Regions from separate parts of the Ovis aries genome. Here region 1 is linked to region 2. A link is a contact called in public Hi-C data. All regions are on one chromosome and are shown on one strand. The core of a region is the stretch at or near the end of the contact, and the rest is flanking DNA. Distances in the headings are between cores, read along the strand shown. Region 1 holds the start of MSMO1 (methylsterol monooxygenase 1). Region 2 holds the start of TMEM192 (transmembrane protein 192).

Region 1 (2,953 bases), core at 439-2,938, 320 kb before region 2:
CATGTATTCACTCTGATTTAACCTGTGGTACTATTTGCAGCCACTGTGCTTCCTGCTGCTCTCACCCTTGATAAATAAATATGATTTCTTCAAATCACAAAATCTAGGGAGGAATACAAAGAAGTAACAACACTGTCACAACATCTGTGATAAGAGCAATAAAAGGTTGGAAATATAAAACACAGAGGCCCAGGGAACAGATACTAGAGAAAGAAGCATGTAAACTCAAACCTGGAGTCTGGAGGGAAGGCAGTTAAATCTAATTTAACTAGATTAAAAGAGAGTAAAGAGGGTGGGATGGGGTCGATGGGTGGTTTTGAGCAGAAGAAATATCAGTTCTAGAGACTCAACCAGGAGATAAGAAAGGATACAGCACTTTCCCATTTAGTATGTCTGTGGTACAGCTTTTGAGAAAGAAAGGCTCAACAATTGAGGCTGAACAGTTTCCCAGAGATGCTTGATTTACTCCTTCCAACTATTCTACAGTGTCAGGAGTGATCATATCTGTTCCCTGTTGTGAGAATATGCTGATATCCTCTCTCTCTCTCTAAAACCCCAGGTTCTGATTATCCAAAGTACATTGGCCATCTCCAATTTAGGCAGTTTGGAGGCATGGCAAAGTCAACATGTCCCAAAATTCGGCCACTACTCCTTGCAACCCTTCCCACATACTCCCTCCCTACGTACTTAACTTGGTGAACTGATGCCACTATCTACTTAGTCATCTAGGACAGAATTTTCCAGATCTCTATCTCTGCTGCCTGGATTAAGTCTTCAAACACTTCCCAATTTAGAAACAACTGGTTTAATTAACATTCAGGAGTTTACTCTCTAGATTTAAGGGAGGGAAAAGGATACACTACTGCCAACTGAACAAAAGCAAAAAATAGGTATTAAGGAAGAGAGGAGAGGGGAAATAACAAGTGAATTTTATTTCTCTTTTTCATCCTTGCACAATTGGATTGACTTGAGGTCTGCTACAGACTCAGAAAAAAAGAAATGTAGTTGTCTGTGGCTCCCCCCCCCACACACCCACCCAGAAACTTTGAAGTTTCCCTGTCTCTGAGACCTGCAAGCACTGCCTGTTGGCCTTTGCCCGGCCCGGACGCCTGGCACCTCCAAGTGTGCCCTTCTTAAACCCTCCCTCTAAAACACGACGCCAGCATTCATGCAAACAGCAGACGGGGTTCAGCCCTTCGGCAGACCCTTAAAGTTTCAGGGAGTGCCTCCCCACAGATGAAACACCTGGGCCTCTGCTCTCCTTTACTCTCAGCTTTTCGCCCCCACACTCCGTACTGATACACCAAGGTCTCTGACTGTCCTCCGCTTCGGGCCTCTCTGGCCACGAAACAGCATCTCTTGCCGGTATAGCCCTCTGCCCAGTTGCTATTCACCCTTTAGAACCCTTCCAGGACGCCCTTCCCACCCGCGCGCCCCGCCGCGCATACAAACAGATCTTGCTTCTTCCTTTTGTAGAACTCTGGTCACTCTGTCACTCTGGGCTGTGACCACTGCCTGGTTCCGACATTAAGAGATTTCACTCGTTTTCACCAATACCTGCCGCCAGGCCGTCCGTCCCGGCCTCTGTACGCGGGAGCCAACCGAGGACCCTCCACCCCAGTCCCTCACCTTGCGCGCCACCCAGTCTGCAGCCGCCGCCTCCAGAGCTGCGCTAGGCGCTACCACTCGAGAGTCGACGGGCTCCTCCGCCGTTATTGGCTTGCGTGGGCTCCGCCCCGCCTTCTGAGAGCCGTGATTGGCCTACGCAGCTGCCGGCATCGTGTGACTCGAGCGAACGCGGCACTGGAAGCGCGGCCATTGGCTGCTCAGATGGAGTGAGGATCGTGAGAGCTAGGCGTCAGGCCAGTAGCTGGTCCGCCAGCCAGCCTAGGCTGACGCGAGGCCGTGAGACGTCGCCTAGCAACCTCAGCCCCGCCCAGCACTCGCGCCCCTTCCAAGAGCATGCGCACTCGGGGAGTTTGCAGGCGCGCCGGCCCTGAAATCTTTACTATGCGCTGTATTCACTGGCGCCGCTTTAACTCTGTTGCGCCTGAAGTTTAGACCTCTTTCTCGTCCCAACCCCAGTGTCTTTAGATAACACCTGTATGTACGTGGGAAATGGGGAACTCCAAATGCAGCGCGATTCCTGTTTGAGGACGGGAAGCCAAGAGTCGAAGGTTTAGAAGAGACGAGGCGCAGCAGTTGGTTTTGCTGCCAAGGTCGGCCGCCTCCCGCCCCTACGGGGATGCAGAGGTGTGCACGGATGGGGGTAATCCACGAAATTAAGCTTTCGCTTAAGAGAGCCTTTTAAAATTTGCACAAGGGCACTACTCGCTCTCGTTGAAGGCACTTTCTATGCAGGACTGTGCAAACGGGACGCTGTCGCTTCTCATGGCTGTGATCAGACTGGTTCTCGTGCCTAACAGGCCAGGTGCCATCTGCTTTAGGAAATCCCTCAACCCATTCATCTAACTATCCCATGTATTTGACACCCACGTCCTTTGTAAAGTATCATGACAGAAAAGTCATATCAAATGGATAGAAATGGGATCTGTCCCTTGAGTGCTCAGAGCTCTGTCTTCAGGAGGCCTGTTGTATCCTGGGGTAGATGCTGTGTTGCACAGCCTAGGTCTCTTCAGGACTGAAGCAGGCCGTCAGTAACCGAGAATGGGTAAAGCCATTTTCCCATGAAGCATTTTTCTTCCCAGGGGAAGTATAATGGCCCAGACTCGCAACCCAATTTAGGATTTCTTTGATTGGCCCGCTTAGCTCCAGACCCCACCACCTGCTGTCCCATTGACTGAGGTTGTGGGTGTGACTGGGATGCTGCCTACTTTTCCCTCTGCCTAAACATGCTGCACTCTGTTAAGGGAGGATTAAGAGCATATGCCATGGGGTCAGACCTACCAAGCTTTGCCACTCATTAGCAGTGTGCTCTTAGATAATTTACTTC
Region 2 (2,970 bases), core at 34-2,533:
GTGATGCCATCCAACCATCTCACCCTCTGTTGCCCCCTTCTCCTCCTGCTCTCAATCTTTTCCAGCAACAGAATCTTTTCTAATGAGTCGGCTCTTCACACCAGGTGACCAAACTGTTGGAGCTTCAGCTTCAGCATCAGTCTTTCCAATGAATATTCAGGTTGATTTCCTTTAGGATTGACTGGCTTGATCTGCTTGCTCTTCCATCTTTTTCTTGGCTGATACGTAAATAATTTTATTTCAACAATGGTATAAACAAGATTACACCATACACAATGTACAAATAAGCATTAAAAAGTATGAAAGTTTATTACTACAATATAACAATAGAATGGGGGCTGATATTGACAACATTTTTAACTTTCTTAACACTTTAACCAGGCTTCCCTGGTAGCTCAGAGGTTAAAGCGTCTGCCTCCAATGCGGGAGACCTGGGTTTGATCCCTGGGCTGGGAGTTCCCCTGGAGAAGGAAACAGCAACCCGCTCCAGTATTCTTGCCTGGAGAATCCCATGGTCGGAGGAGCCTGGTAGGCTACAGTCCACGGGGTCGCAAAGAGTCAGATACGACTGAACAACGTCACTTTCACGTTTTAACAAACGATAGTGTAGTCTCAGAAAAATGCCATAAAATTTCTTGTTCAATTTCACTTGGAATAAAAAGTCCAACCCCCCCCCCCCAAAAAAAAAAAAACCCCTTATTTCCTCCTTTCCCACTGGTGAAATCATTAACTGTGTCCTCGAAAACAGTTTTTATTCTGTTTGTGTTCCTCTGATGGTGGAGTTTTGTGCTATCAATGAAAACCTGGGATTCTACCGCGGGTCCTATGCACAGGTCTACGCTGCAAACAATAACTAAAGAAAGCCGAGAAAAAATAATGCTTTATAAAGAAGCAGCTGACGGCCAAAAGTAGTTCAATTATTGGACTTAGAACGCATCCATTAGCGCCCAAATCTCTGGCCAACCTAGGACACTAGCGCAGGTTTCGCAGTCCGTAGGCACCGCAGCGTTCCCAGAGCCAGCGGCCTCCCAGGGAGGGACTTCGGGAAGGGTCACTCCCCCTTTCTCCTTGGCCATTCGGGATCGAGGTATTGGATCAGCCCCCTCAGAGTCTACCAATAGTAAGCAAGAGGCGGGACCAATCACTCCTGCCCCTCTGCCAATCGAGGGCGAGGGGCGGGCCTGGGACTGCCGCCGGAAGCAGGGCCCTGGAGCGAGGAGGAGGGGCCCGCCTCTACGCTTCGGCCAATTGAAAGCAAAGGGTGGGTCCCAGGGCGTGTCCCGGAAGGCGGCGCGGGCTCAGGTGCGGAGGCTGGGCGGCCCGGCTGCGGCCTCCGGCGGCCGGCAGTATGGAGGACGTGAGTGCTCAGTGGCAGGTGGCGAGCCACCGGCCCGCATACCCCTCCTCTGATGCTGGGCGCCCTGGGCAGAGACGGGGTTGGGAACAGACTTGGCGGAGGGGATCCTTCTGCGCGCGGTTACCGGGCTGCGGTTTGTGGGAGGAGGCGCAGGGGCGCCGGCGGGGTCCGCGCCTTGCTGGCCCTGGGCTTATTTTCTCGTCACAGGAAGCAGGAGGGGCGCCCAGCCCTTGCGGTCGCGTGTCGGGTCCCAGAACTGGGGAGGCCAGCGATGCGCGCATGGCCTCGGGCGCAGGAGCGAGTCCACCTCCTCTTGGCCTCCGGCCTTGGCTCTGAGGGCAGATCTGTCGCTATCATCACACGGAAACCCGCATTGGAGACAAACAATATGATGTTTTAAATGGAGGCCTGGTAGGAGTGAAGGGATTTTTAAATCTTAAGTGGATCCAAACAGGATTATTAGAAGCCACTGCACTAGTTACAGTGTACAGAGTGCAGCGTAACTGTAAAAGTCTTTGCTTGAGGGTATTAAAACATTTTTAGGAAAAGCATGTATTTGTGCCCAGAATTAACTGGATTACCCATTGAATTACAAAATTCTTGCTCTTGAGAAAATGCAAAGTTAATAGTTATATTAAAGCACTGATTTAAGTTAATAAATTAATAGGCATATTACTGTGATCCTGCCGCTGAATGAGATGCATCACGCAAGACACTTGAAATACAATTCCAGCCCTACAGTACCTTAGATTCTTGTGCAAATAGTGACCATAGTTCAATTATCTTGACTAAATAAAGACCAAACAATTTCTAATGATAGGACTAAAACCCATGTTTTTTACACTATGAGAAAGTGGAAAGCTAACTGTAACACCTGAAAGTGGATTTGAGATTCATATATTTAAAGAAAAATTGATTGTTTTTGAATTTTTAAAGGGTGAGATTCATGAATTGAAAATATGTGGAGAAAATGAGTATCTAAATGGAAAATGAGACTCATAAAAATGTGTGCAGTAAATGCTTCTTGCTTGGTGCTAAGCTGCCTCCAGGTTCTTGGATCTGTAACTTTTAGCTTTAGGATTAGTACAATCCTAGAAATTTGTTTCACCAGAAGATTGGAGAGTAATGTTTCACCAATATCTACATAGCTAGGTTACTTTAGGTATGAACAATTGCCTACCTTTGGTATTTGTGGATATGATTTCTCCCACCCAAGAGAAAGCTAAAAACTATGTGCCATGTCCTAGGCCTAAATGAATTAAGAGACAAAAACTTTTTAGTTTGGGTTCTTTGTTTGCAAGCGGGCAAACCAATTTTGGCTACTTTAAGGAAGAAAGGGATTTATTTGAAAGGATATAGGGTAGATGAACACCTAATTCTCTGAAAGGATTCAAACCAGGGCTGCTTAAGGGATCCAGTGACAGGAGTCCTTTCAGAATCTCTTCTGGGATGGATCTATCTCAACCATGGCCTTTTGTTTGCTCTGTTACTCTAAGAGAGAGTTAGATTGGCCTAACCCTTTTTGGTTTCATGACCATCCTTAGACCAGAGGAAGGTGAAGAGCACTGAAGGATATTCCCCTTGAGATTGCAGAGGTAGACTTTGGGTCCCCA

Evidence for each region. A called contact is a pair of places that touch in the nucleus more often than the background predicts.
Region 1: a contact with region 2 is called in a Hi-C map of tail adipose tissue, with 3 times the contacts expected there. The contact joins the promoter of MSMO1 here to the promoter of TMEM192 in region 2. A contact is called at or near these places in 3 of 16 Hi-C or Micro-C datasets (blood, omental adipose tissue and tail adipose tissue).

What each region holds. Positions count from the first base shown.
Region 1 is chr17:714,766-717,718 of ARS-UI_Ramb_v3.0, reverse strand. It overlaps MSMO1 (methylsterol monooxygenase 1), which reads right to left and starts at 1,688. Exons shown (of 6, transcript XM_027980306.2): 1 at 1,558-1,688.
Region 2 is chr17:394,677-397,646 of ARS-UI_Ramb_v3.0, reverse strand. It overlaps TMEM192 (transmembrane protein 192), which reads left to right and starts at 1,283. Exons shown (of 5, transcript XM_027980300.3): 1 at 1,283-1,357. The coding sequence starts at 1,349.